Linked DNA regions of Zea mays: region 1 is linked to region 2. A link is a contact called in public Hi-C data. All regions are on one chromosome and are shown on one strand. The core of a region is the stretch at or near the end of the contact, and the rest is flanking DNA. Distances in the headings are between cores, read along the strand shown. Region 1 holds the start of LOC542205 (Outer envelope pore protein 24A chloroplastic). Region 2 holds the start of LOC100277681 (DUF3475 domain protein).

Region 1 (5,213 bases), core at 669-3,168, 150 kb after region 2:
CAAATTGTACTGACTTAATTACTCACTTCCCCACACAACAGGCTCTTCAAGTAATTTCAGGTTCAGGTGATTTTGGTGACCACAGGTCCACAGCCATTATATCCAATTATGGAACCTTTTTGGACCCTCAATACAGCTCAGATGGGATTGTCTCCCCCACCCCCTCCAAAATAAAACGAACTTTGTGTCATGTACCCACAATGCTTTATAATTACTTTCTTAGTTTCGATTCTGACTGCTTGCATAAAAAATGGATGTTTTGAGTCTTAAAACAACTGAAGAAACCAGAATTCAAAGTTTCAAACAGAATGCAAGTTCAATAATGCTGCTTGGACTAGCTAGGGATTTGTAAGGAAGATATGGCATGATTGGATGGGGGGTTTCTATTTAAATACTCAGCGCAAAGTTCAAATTTGAACTAAATCCTAAATTTCCTAGAGCAAACCTCATCATCAAAACATATCTATAGCCGCAGTGGACGTGAAAAATGTCTCCATTCTCCTCCCATCAGCCATAACACAGAACAACATATACTCAAGAGTCAATAAAGAACCTTCTTTTGCACTCAACAAGCAAAAATGGGATTGCTTCCCTTCAAAAATGTTCTATTGACAACAAGTAGTTACCAGGGATTGCTAATGAAAGTAAAACTGAAAGCCAACACAAAGAAAGAACAATCTTTTTTTTGTGATTGAAGTAGCAAGTGCTCTCAAGTCTGAACATGTACCCAGGTGTGTAAGGCATGTCTCTTATTCGCAATAACGAATCCTTTGCAAGTTCGAACCACCTAGGCCAGCGCCCAACCACACAAACAATTGTGCACATGTGAGCGTTCGTGCATACACAATTTCAATGTATACCCATTCTCCAGGCTTGCACTTGCACGGATTCATGTCTGTCATGTGGGAAGCAACAGTGCAACACTCACTAGTACAATAGGAAAATGGAAGCATACATTTGGTTGTCGTCCTAGCCTAGAAAACCGGAAAAAAGATCCTCATTTCTGAGTCGCATGCAATTCAGGATCCTAATAGGTGGAGGCATACATCAATGAAACTCAAAGAAGTACAAGCAGTAACAAGTAAGTAGTAATAGTAAGAGAGCGGAAGAAGAGGCACAGACCTTGAAGGAGCCGCCGGCGAGAGAGTCCCTGCTCCACTCGAGGCCGAGCAGCTTGGTGGAGGCCTGGTAGGTGCCCTTGACGGCGTCCCCTCCGGCGAACTTCCTGGTGATGGCGAACTCCCATGCGTTCTTGTTGGTGTCGAAGAGGGGCTCGATGGTGGTGAGGCGGTCGACCCCGTGCGCGTAGGTGTACTTGAGGCGGCAGCCGCCGGAGCCTAGCGAGTGGGAGAGGCTGACCTTGTTGGCGGGGTCGAAAGTGACGGTGCAGTCGAGCGCGGTGCGGGAGGGCGGCGCGGCGGCGGGGGCCGCGGCGAGGCTAGTGGAGTGAGTGTAGGTGAGGCTGACGCGCTTGTCGAGCACGAGCGCGGAGTTCATGAACTGAAAGCGCACATCCTGCGGCAGCCGCCCCCAATCGGGTAGGGGTAGGTGAGCGGGGAGAGAAGGTAGGTGTAGACGCTAAGGAGAGAAGGAGCCACGAGGACGGTTTACCTGGTTGTGGGGCTTGAGGTCAACGAGGAAGGCGCCGGGCTTCTCGAGGGTGAGGGTGAGGCCTCGCAGGGAAGGACCGTTGGTGAAGGCGGCCTCGGTGGCGGAGGCCTTGAGGCGGAGGTCGCCGGCGGGGGCGGCGAGGGTGGTGGCGGCCGTGGCCTTGTCGCCCTCGTAGCGGCCCTTGAGCGTGGCCTTCATCTCCCCTTCCAATCGGCAGACTGCTCCTGGCCTGGGAGTCTCCGCCGGCCCGCCGCCGCCGCCGCCGCTGACAATGCCTTGTGTGGTGCACTGGGTTGGTCTTGGTCCCTCCTTATCTTCTTCGCTTCTTTCGCCTTTTGCATCGCGCCCAACGCCGCCGCCGTACCCGGACGGAGTCCTTCCTGGGCCTGGGCTCCTCCCTCCCTACCCCATGTTGGTCTAAGTGGCCCGGCCCACTCATGAAAGGTTGCCTTTGATCTCATGGTCATCGCGATGGTTGTGTTGGTTCACCTTCTTCCAGCTCCAGCATTGTTCATGTTCAGTGAACTACTTTAAATTACTGATTGATATCCCTACCTTGTAACTATCCACTGAATTTTGATCAAGATCATATGCATGATCTCCGGTGATTATATTGTCTTTGTCTTAACTCGATGAAGTACCGTTGGATCATCATTATCTTAATTCTTAGAGATCTCCATAAGCTCCTAAAAATATATCTCTTAATACCTGGTTTTTTGAGGTCATCTTTTTCAAAAAACAACAGGGTCTTTATTTTGAGTAATGAACTAGTCTATCATATTTTCACTCGTCACTTTTTTTGTTTGGTTTGTTAAATGAAATGTATTGATTATCTCATTCCTTATAGTTAGTTATTAGTATTGTTATGAGGAATGAAGTCATCACACCAAATTTGAGGAATAAACTTATTATGCACTAACTCACCTTGTATGAATTGATTCTTAAATAAACATCCCCCAAGTATCCCAACATATATCTTTTTTCCCTTAAAAAACTTTTGAATGAAGTGGTAGTCATGCACCCACACGAAGTCGTCGTCCAGGTCGATCACCTCCAGCACACCGGTTCCAAGTCTTCGTCGGAGCTGGCTTGGATAAAATGTTTGGGCCTTTTTGCTACAAGATGCACAATCCACGGTGGCGGCGACACTGTGCAAGAAGAGACTCGACCTAGGAGCAAATGAAAAAAAAATGGCACACCCTAATACTAAGTTTGATGCCGATATTAGAGATAATGCAATAATATTGGAGGAGATTGATATAAAAGATGGTAAAACTCTGAGGCTGACTTTTGTAAACAAGACTCTGAAGACCGACTTTATAGATGAAATGGTCGGTCTATTAAAACAATATTTGGAATGCTTTGCTTTGAATTACACTGAGATGTCATGATTAAGCCGAGAGATAGTAGAACATTGACTGCCTATTTAGTCCGGGTTCACAACTTTCAAGCAAAAAACAGAACATTCGTCCATACGTGCTCTCACAAACAAAGGACGAAATTCACCGGCTGGTAGAAGCTAATTTCATTAGACCTTGCAGATACGTGGAGTTGGTCTCCAATATTGTGTCGGTGGAAAAGAAATAATCACGTAAGCTCAGAGTATGCATTGATTTCTGTAATTTAATTAGAGTAACTCCTAAAGATGAATATCTTATGCTCATAACCGATACATTGATTAATAATGCATCAGGAAATAGAATTATTAGCTTTTTTGATGGTAATGCCGGATATAATCAGATTTTTATGACAGAAGAAGATGCGTCTAAAACGGACTTTATATTTCCAGGCTTCATTAATTTATTTGAGCGGATTGTCATGACATTTGGTCTGAAAAAATGTTGGCACTACTTATCAGAGGGCTATGAATTTGATCTTTCACGAGCTGTTGGAAAACATTGGGAAGTTTACATTGATGATATTGTAGTCAAATCAGCTAAGTTTAGTTCTTATATAGCTGATTTCCGTAAAACCTTTGATAAAATGTGTCGGTACAGTCTAAAGATGAACCCACGCAAATGTGCTTTTGGAGTGTCGGCTGGTAAATTCTTATGATTTATCATTCATGAACATGGTATAGAGATAGACCCTGACTGAATTAAATCCATTCGGAATGTGGGGCCTCCAACCTGTAAGCTTGAAATGCAGAAGTTTCTCGGCAAGGTAAATTATTTACAAAGGTTTATTTCTAATCTAGCTGGGAAGACCGATGCCTTCACTCCTATCCTTTGGCTTAAAAATGATGTCGAATTCACCTGTGGGCATAACAACAGGAAGCATTTAATATCATTAGAAAATATTTGTCTTTCACTCCCGTGTTAAAAGCGCCACGGGCGAGAGTGTCATCCAGGTTATACATTGCAGCCGAAGAAAAAAGTCATTAGAGTTGTTCTGACACAAGAGACCAAATGAAAGGAGCATGTGGTAACCTACCTAAGTCGGAGGCTGATGAACGCTGAAACAAGGTACACTTTCGTTGAGAAGTTATGTCTATGCATGTGTTATGCATGCACCGAGTGTAGGTGTTATTTATTATCTAGTCATTGCACTTTTTTGGTCAAACCGATGTGATCAAAATACATGTTGCAAAACCCGATCATGAGTGGCAGGATTGGCGAATGGGCTTATGCACTTAAAGAGTATGATTTGGCCTATGAACCATTAAAAGCTATGAAAGGCCAGGTCGTAGCGGATTCTATTGTAGAACATTGGATTGATGATGCTTATACACTAGATATATTATACCTCATTGTTACTCCCTAGACTATGTATTTTGATGGATCAGTTTGCAATGAAGAACAAGGGATTGGCATCGTGCTTGGTTCACCAAGTAACGCCTATTTTGACTTCTCTAGCCGATTAAAACCTTATTGCACTAACAATCAAGCCAAATATGATGCCCTCTTATTTGGCTTGGAGCTTTTAAACTTGTCGGCGTTTCGAGACCGGGGGGTCCCTAAGCCGACGAGTGAATGTGCCGCGTGTGTAACGCCCTGAATTTGGGGGTAGAATTTTTTCTTCTTTTCTTTCACCAAATTCAGGCGTTACCCTTTTCTTTTTCTCATTCCCTCGCTAAACCTTGATCTTTTCCAAAGTTATAACGGAGTTCGGCTTGGAATTCCCGTGTAAAGAAAAACCCTAAAATTACTTGATGTTGTTTGATGCACCATGCCGAACTATGCATACTTTGATTTGCTTAGGGATGTAAGTGCATTCATTTAGAAAGATCGGATTTCGAAAGGGAGAAAAACCTTTTTTTCTTTTTCTTTTTCTTTCTCTCTCTCTTTTTTCTCTCTCCCGCGTCGTGGACCGCCCCTGGCCGGCCCAGTCACCCCCCCCCCCCGCGCGCCCCCTTTGGGCCCAGTTGGCCCATGCCGCCCCCCTCCCTTTATTTTCCCCAAAACCCCTCTCCCTCTCCCTCCCTCTCATTTTCTCTCTTCCCCACCCCAGCCGCCGCCCCCTGCCCAAGCCGCCGCCCCCTGCCCTAGCCGCCGCCCCGCCGCTCGGTCGCCTCGCCGCTCAGCCGCCCGTCCCCGGTGAGATCCCCCTCCCCCTCTCCTCCCTCCCCCATCTCCCCTCCCCCTTTCCCCTCGCCGCTCGGC
Region 2 (5,429 bases), core at 849-3,348:
GTAGATGATGTGGAGTTCTGGTTCCCTCCTGGCAACAAGACCATGGTTCAGTATCGGTCGGCGTCTCGATCAGGATTTATCGATTTCAATGCCAACAAGAAGAGAGTAAAGGTATGCGTGCTTGTATCTTGGTACCGGTTTAGCTCTGTATACTAGTGGATGACACTCGTGATTGGTTTCGTGTGCGTCTTAGGAGCTGAGATTGGCTTTGGAAAAGAAGGGCTGGGCTTCAGAAAGCAACTTCTGAATTGAAGTGAGAAGGGTGGAAGAGGTGCAGGTGCATGCTACTCAGACGAGCCAGCACAACTGGGAACTGGGATTGGGTACTGCCCACGCAAAGGCAAAAAAGTCTCTTTGTGATGGTCCCTCGTTCTCATTCAGGTCAGCGATTACCTAGTTTGTGTACTAGGCAGCGTAAGCTAGCTGCTGGTGGGTGGTGGTGGCCATCATGAGGATTCAGGATGCATGATGATCTTCCATGGGTGGTGCCGGGGGCGCACTAAGGGAAAAAAAAAAGGATATTACATGGACAGCAACCACCCTGGCTAGCTAATACCAAGAAATCATTCATATACTCCTAGTCTCCTACCAAGAAAAAAGATATATTTATTATGCATCTTCTTGCCATCCGTGCATCCTACTACATGCATCGGATCTGTCCTTGCGATAATGAGATATGCATATTCGTTCGATATGATTGATAGATAGTCGACCCAGAGATGATTTAGGTCTCTCTCTCTCTCTCTCTCTCTCTCTCTCTCTCTCTCTCTCTCTCTCTCTCTCTCTCTCTCTCTCTCTCTCTCTCTCTGGCATTAGTTGGATGCATGGTTGACTTGTTTCATGCATGGATTCTATTATAGTGCACACATATATATTAATAAAAAAAGGTATCTAGATTATATAGACACACACAGGAACTGTCACTCCTGATCGAGCGAGATGTCGATGTCGTGACTGAAGACCCCCATGGATTCAGGTTCTGTTCAGATTGGATTGCTGGTGGGTGGGAGTAGTGGAGTGGAGCTGGGCATGTTGGCCATCCTCCGGTCCATACATGTGTAGTCAGAAACAAATTTGACCCTTTTTGGAGGTGCGCATGCATGTCGATGGATTGAAGACCCTGGCCGGTTGAGGTCAAATCCAAAGAAAAGATATGATGCAGGTCAGTCGCCACCTTCCATTGTTTACCACCCACCAAAATGCGTCTACTCTCACTCTCATCATTAGCTAGCTACGAAATGATCCTTCTCTCCCTCCCTCTCCGTTTCCAGGAAAAAAAAAAACCTTCTCTCTCTAGTCTCGACTCTATTAAGGTAGTTGGAAGTTGCAGCTTAGACCCATCAAAACCGTCTATTAATCGATCAAGTGCTCTCTACATGTTGATTCTTCAACAGTTCGACAAGGTAAATCACCCACATATGTTTATATTTTGAGTTGGGCCACCCACAAATCTATGATCACCACCAAATCGTCTAGTGATACCGATCACAAAGAGTAATAAGCATAAACTCTAACTTGATCTATCCAAGGCTAAATAGAACGGTGGATGCACACTTGCTTTTCTCGGTGGATTAATGATGTACTAACATGGTGATGATTAGATCTCAATCACCTAACTAGACAAAGACTCTCCCTTCCTCTCCAAATAGGTCTTTCGGGTGCACAAATGGTCAAGAGAGCTAAAATAGGTGAGTTGGAGGAGTATTTATACATCTCACAATGTACATTGCAGGCTACAAATAAAGTAAAATTGTGCACAAGTGTCACCCACCTAACAAATAGAACATATATTTTTTTTATTAAAATAAAGTGTACGCATGTACCAATGTCACCGCAGCACGAGCAACTGCCTAGTAATGGCTACCAAGTACGTTGATTTAAGATTAAAGTGGACGGTTCTGTAATGTCACCCACCTAACAAATAGAACATACATATTTTTTGTTTTATTAAAATAAAGTGTACGCATGTACCAATGTCACCGCAGCAGGGGCAACTGACTAGTAATGGCTACCAAGTACGTTGATTTAAGATTAAAGTGGACGGTTCTGTAACTTTGACGTGCACTGCATGGCAGCGGTTCTGTTACATATGCTATGTCTCTCAATCTCATTTCATATCTCTATATGTCCGATTATTTATGTGGTGTCTTGGTAGCTAGCTCGGAGCTTAATTTTAATTCGCAGCTGCGCAGTAGTATAAAATCGTTGTTGGCCCTTTGCTTTCCCTCTCCCTCGTTGTCCATGGCCCTCGAGTCATGGCTCACCAAGGTCCGCTCGGCCATGTCCTCTGCCTCTGGAGGTTCGGGGGCGCCATCGAGGCCCCGGAAGCAGAGCACCGTCGGCATCCTCGCCTTCGAGGTCGCCAGCCTCATGTCCAAGCTTCTCCAGCTGTGGCGAGCCGTGGGTGACGCTGCCGTCGCACGCCTCCGCCACGAGACCATGAACCTCCACGGCGTCCGCAAGATGGTCTCCGACGACGACGACTTCCTTGTCGGCCTCGCCCGCGCCGAGCTCGTGGACACGCTCAGGGCCGCATCCGACTCCGTGACCGCGCTCGCCGCGCGGTGCGCGGACCCCAGCCTCCGCGACTTCAGGGACGCCTTCCTGGAGCTGGCCGACACCGGCCGCGACCGGCACCGCTGGACGGCGCCCAGCTGGAAGGAGATGGACGCGAGGGCGAGCAGGATGGGGAAGCAGGTGGCCACCACCGCCGCGCTCCGGAGGGCCATGGAGGAGCTGGCCGAGGCCGAGCACGGCCTCCGGAAGCTTGTCGTCCTCCAGTGCGCCGCCAACAGCCTTTCGGCGAGCAAGATCTCGGCGGCGTCGGAGCAGCAGCAGGTGGTCTTCTCCAAGAGGCAGGAGGTGAAGCACCTGAAGCAGACGTCCCTCTGGGGCTCCACCTTCGACGCTGTCGTCGCGTCGCTGGCACGGGCGGCGTTCACCACCCTCGCGCGCATCAAGGCCGTCTTCGGCGCCGGCCGGGAGCAGCGCCACCCGCCGCTGTACCGCAGCCTGACACTCTCCTCGGCGGTGCACCCGTCAGGCGACGCGCGGTCCCCGCCGTCGCGCAAGTCCATGTCAATGGAGGAGGTGCTGCTGTTCGACGTGGACAACCAGCCGTCGTTCGCTCCGAAACGGCAGGTGCGGGGCGGCGGGTTCCTGGAGGACAGCTCGGCGGCACTGACGCCCCCGGCGGGGACGCTGGGCGCGGCGGCGCTGTCGCCGCGCTACGCCGGGCTGGTGATCTCGATCGAGCGGATGGCGCGGTCGCCGCTGCTGGTGGGCCCCGAGGAGCGGGACGAGCTGTACGGGATGCTGACGGCGAGCGTGCGCGCGCAGCTCCGGGCGCGGCTGCGCGGCGCGGTGCCCGCGGCGGACCCGGGGCTCGCAGGGCAGTGGTGCGCGGCGCTGGCTGGGATCCTGGAGTGGCTGGCGCCGATGGCGCACGCGACGGTGCGGTGGCAGGCGGAGCGCAGCCTGGAGCAGCGGGGCGGGAGCGGCAACGGCAGCGTGCTGCTGCTGCAGACACTGCAGTTCGCGGAGCGCGACAAGGTGGACGCGGCGGTGGTGGAGCTCCTGGTGGGGCTCAACTACGTGTGGCGGTTCGAGAAGGAGATGAGCTGCCGTGCTATGCTCGCCTCGCCCGCCCGCCCGCCCGTCCGATGACGATGCATCCATGGATTATGGATGGTGGTGGTGATACGAATGATGCAAGCACATCTGCATCTGCATCTGTTTGTTGCTCATTCTGGATGGATCTGTTGATGACGAATAAATAATAAGCTAAGGCAGGTACACATGGTTAGTTGACTCAATCATCATCTCAACGATTCCATCATCACATGGCGGCAGAGCAGACTGTTGTTATACACTATAAATAAATATCAAACACCAGTGGCAGCGTCGATCAAAATACAGGTTAAAATACTTCAGCGACAGTAAGGGAGGGGGCCATGGCTTTGGCTCCTCTCATGCTCCTCTTTTCTATTGGAATGGAACAATCTGTACCTTAGCTGGATGATAACTAGCTACTCAAACACAAATATTCCAGCATTTCAAGGATTCTAAGAACTAGTTCAAGTCTTTCAAAGACCTGAGATGTAACACTCACAATCTGTCTAAAGTGTCACCTGCCTGCCACTTTGCTCATAACAAATAATGGAAAGAAAAAAAACTCAAACTGCGGGCATAAGAAAGCCCCCAGAAATTGCATTAATAACTTCTCATGCTGGTCGAGAAAAACTCCAAGCCCCTGTCCCACTCATACACACGGGTACCATAACCATGATCAGGGACGGACCTTAGACCAATACTTTTAGCATGCAACAAACAAGAGGATTTATTAACTCCAGCCTGAAAACTCACTCTCACAGAGAATCAAACTCAGGACACGAGGAGGGCTACTCAAGCTATCTAATCAACTCAGCTAGAAGCCCTTTCGCCACTTTGCTGATAATTTATTTAGCGTAATGAACACATTGCAAGTCAGCCAATAGGCGCTTCTAAATATTTAGAACAAACAATCATGGATTAGGAAATGAGACTCCTAGTGCATCAATTGAAAAGACTAATCATGAAAGACAAACTCAATGTCCACACAGGTTTAGAGGCACCATTCCTTACAAAATAACACCCTAGCAGATAGGAACACTACAAACCTTCATGTGAGTTTGACCATTTCATTTGTCTCCCTGCACTGGGCACGCGTGGGGGGATATTGGTGGCTTGGAAGGGGGGCACTTGTAAGGTTCTTCAGACCAGAGTAGACTCTTTTTCAGTATATGTTCAAGTTGATCATATTTCTGGTACTCCTTGGTGGTTTACTGGGGTGTATGGCCCTCAACCAGATGATCAGAAGTTGCAGTTCTTAAATGAGTTGCGCACAATTCGCTCGGCATGTTTTGGACCTTGGATTATTGGTGGGGACTTTAATCTTATATATCGAGCCGAAGACAAGAACAATAGTAACCTTGATAGGGCTGTGATGGGTAGATTCCGTCGTATTCTTAATGAGTTAAATCTGTCGGAACTGCCATTGATGGGGCGCAAATTTACTTGGTCCAATGAACGAGCAAGTCCCACGCTTGTTCGTTTAGACTGAGTCTTTCACACTTCAGGCTGGGGGGATTATTTCTCGGACTGTGTTTTGCAAAGTTCAGCAACATTCATTTCAGACCACTGTCCTCTTCTGTTGGGGCTGCATGAGTATTCCCAGGGCAGGAGACGGTTTCACTTTGAAAGCTATTGGCCAAAATTGGAAGGTTTTATGGAGAAGGTAGAAGAATCTTGGGTACAGCCAGTGGGTTCCTTTTGTCCACTGCAACATTTTGCAGTGAAGTTAAAAAGTCTTTCGAAACACTTGCAGTCCTGGAGTCAGCGGAGTGTTGGCAATGTTAAGAATCAGCTCTTAGCAGCTAAGGAAATCATGC

What was found. Hi-C and Micro-C count contacts between places; a contact is called where the count stands out from the background.
Region 1: a contact with region 2 is called in a Hi-C map of tassel, with 2.1 times the contacts expected there. The contact joins the promoter of LOC542205 here to the promoter of LOC100277681 in region 2. A contact is called at or near these places in 3 of 25 Hi-C or Micro-C datasets (ear, leaf and tassel).

What each region holds. Positions count from the first base shown.
Region 1 is chr5:1,122,383-1,127,595 of Zm-B73-REFERENCE-NAM-5.0, forward strand. It overlaps LOC542205 (Outer envelope pore protein 24A chloroplastic), which reads right to left and starts at 1,919. Exons shown (of 3, transcript NM_001351721.1): 1 at 1,612-1,919; 2 at 1,123-1,515. The coding sequence starts at 1,809.
Region 2 is chr5:973,311-978,739 of Zm-B73-REFERENCE-NAM-5.0, forward strand. It overlaps LOC100277681 (DUF3475 domain protein), which reads left to right and starts at 2,099. Exons shown (of 1, transcript NM_001151184.2): 1 at 2,099-3,796. The coding sequence starts at 2,242. The coding sequence ends at 3,666. LOC100277870 reads left to right here. Exons shown (of 7, transcript NM_001151325.2): 6 at 1-111; 7 at 194-609. The coding sequence ends at 247.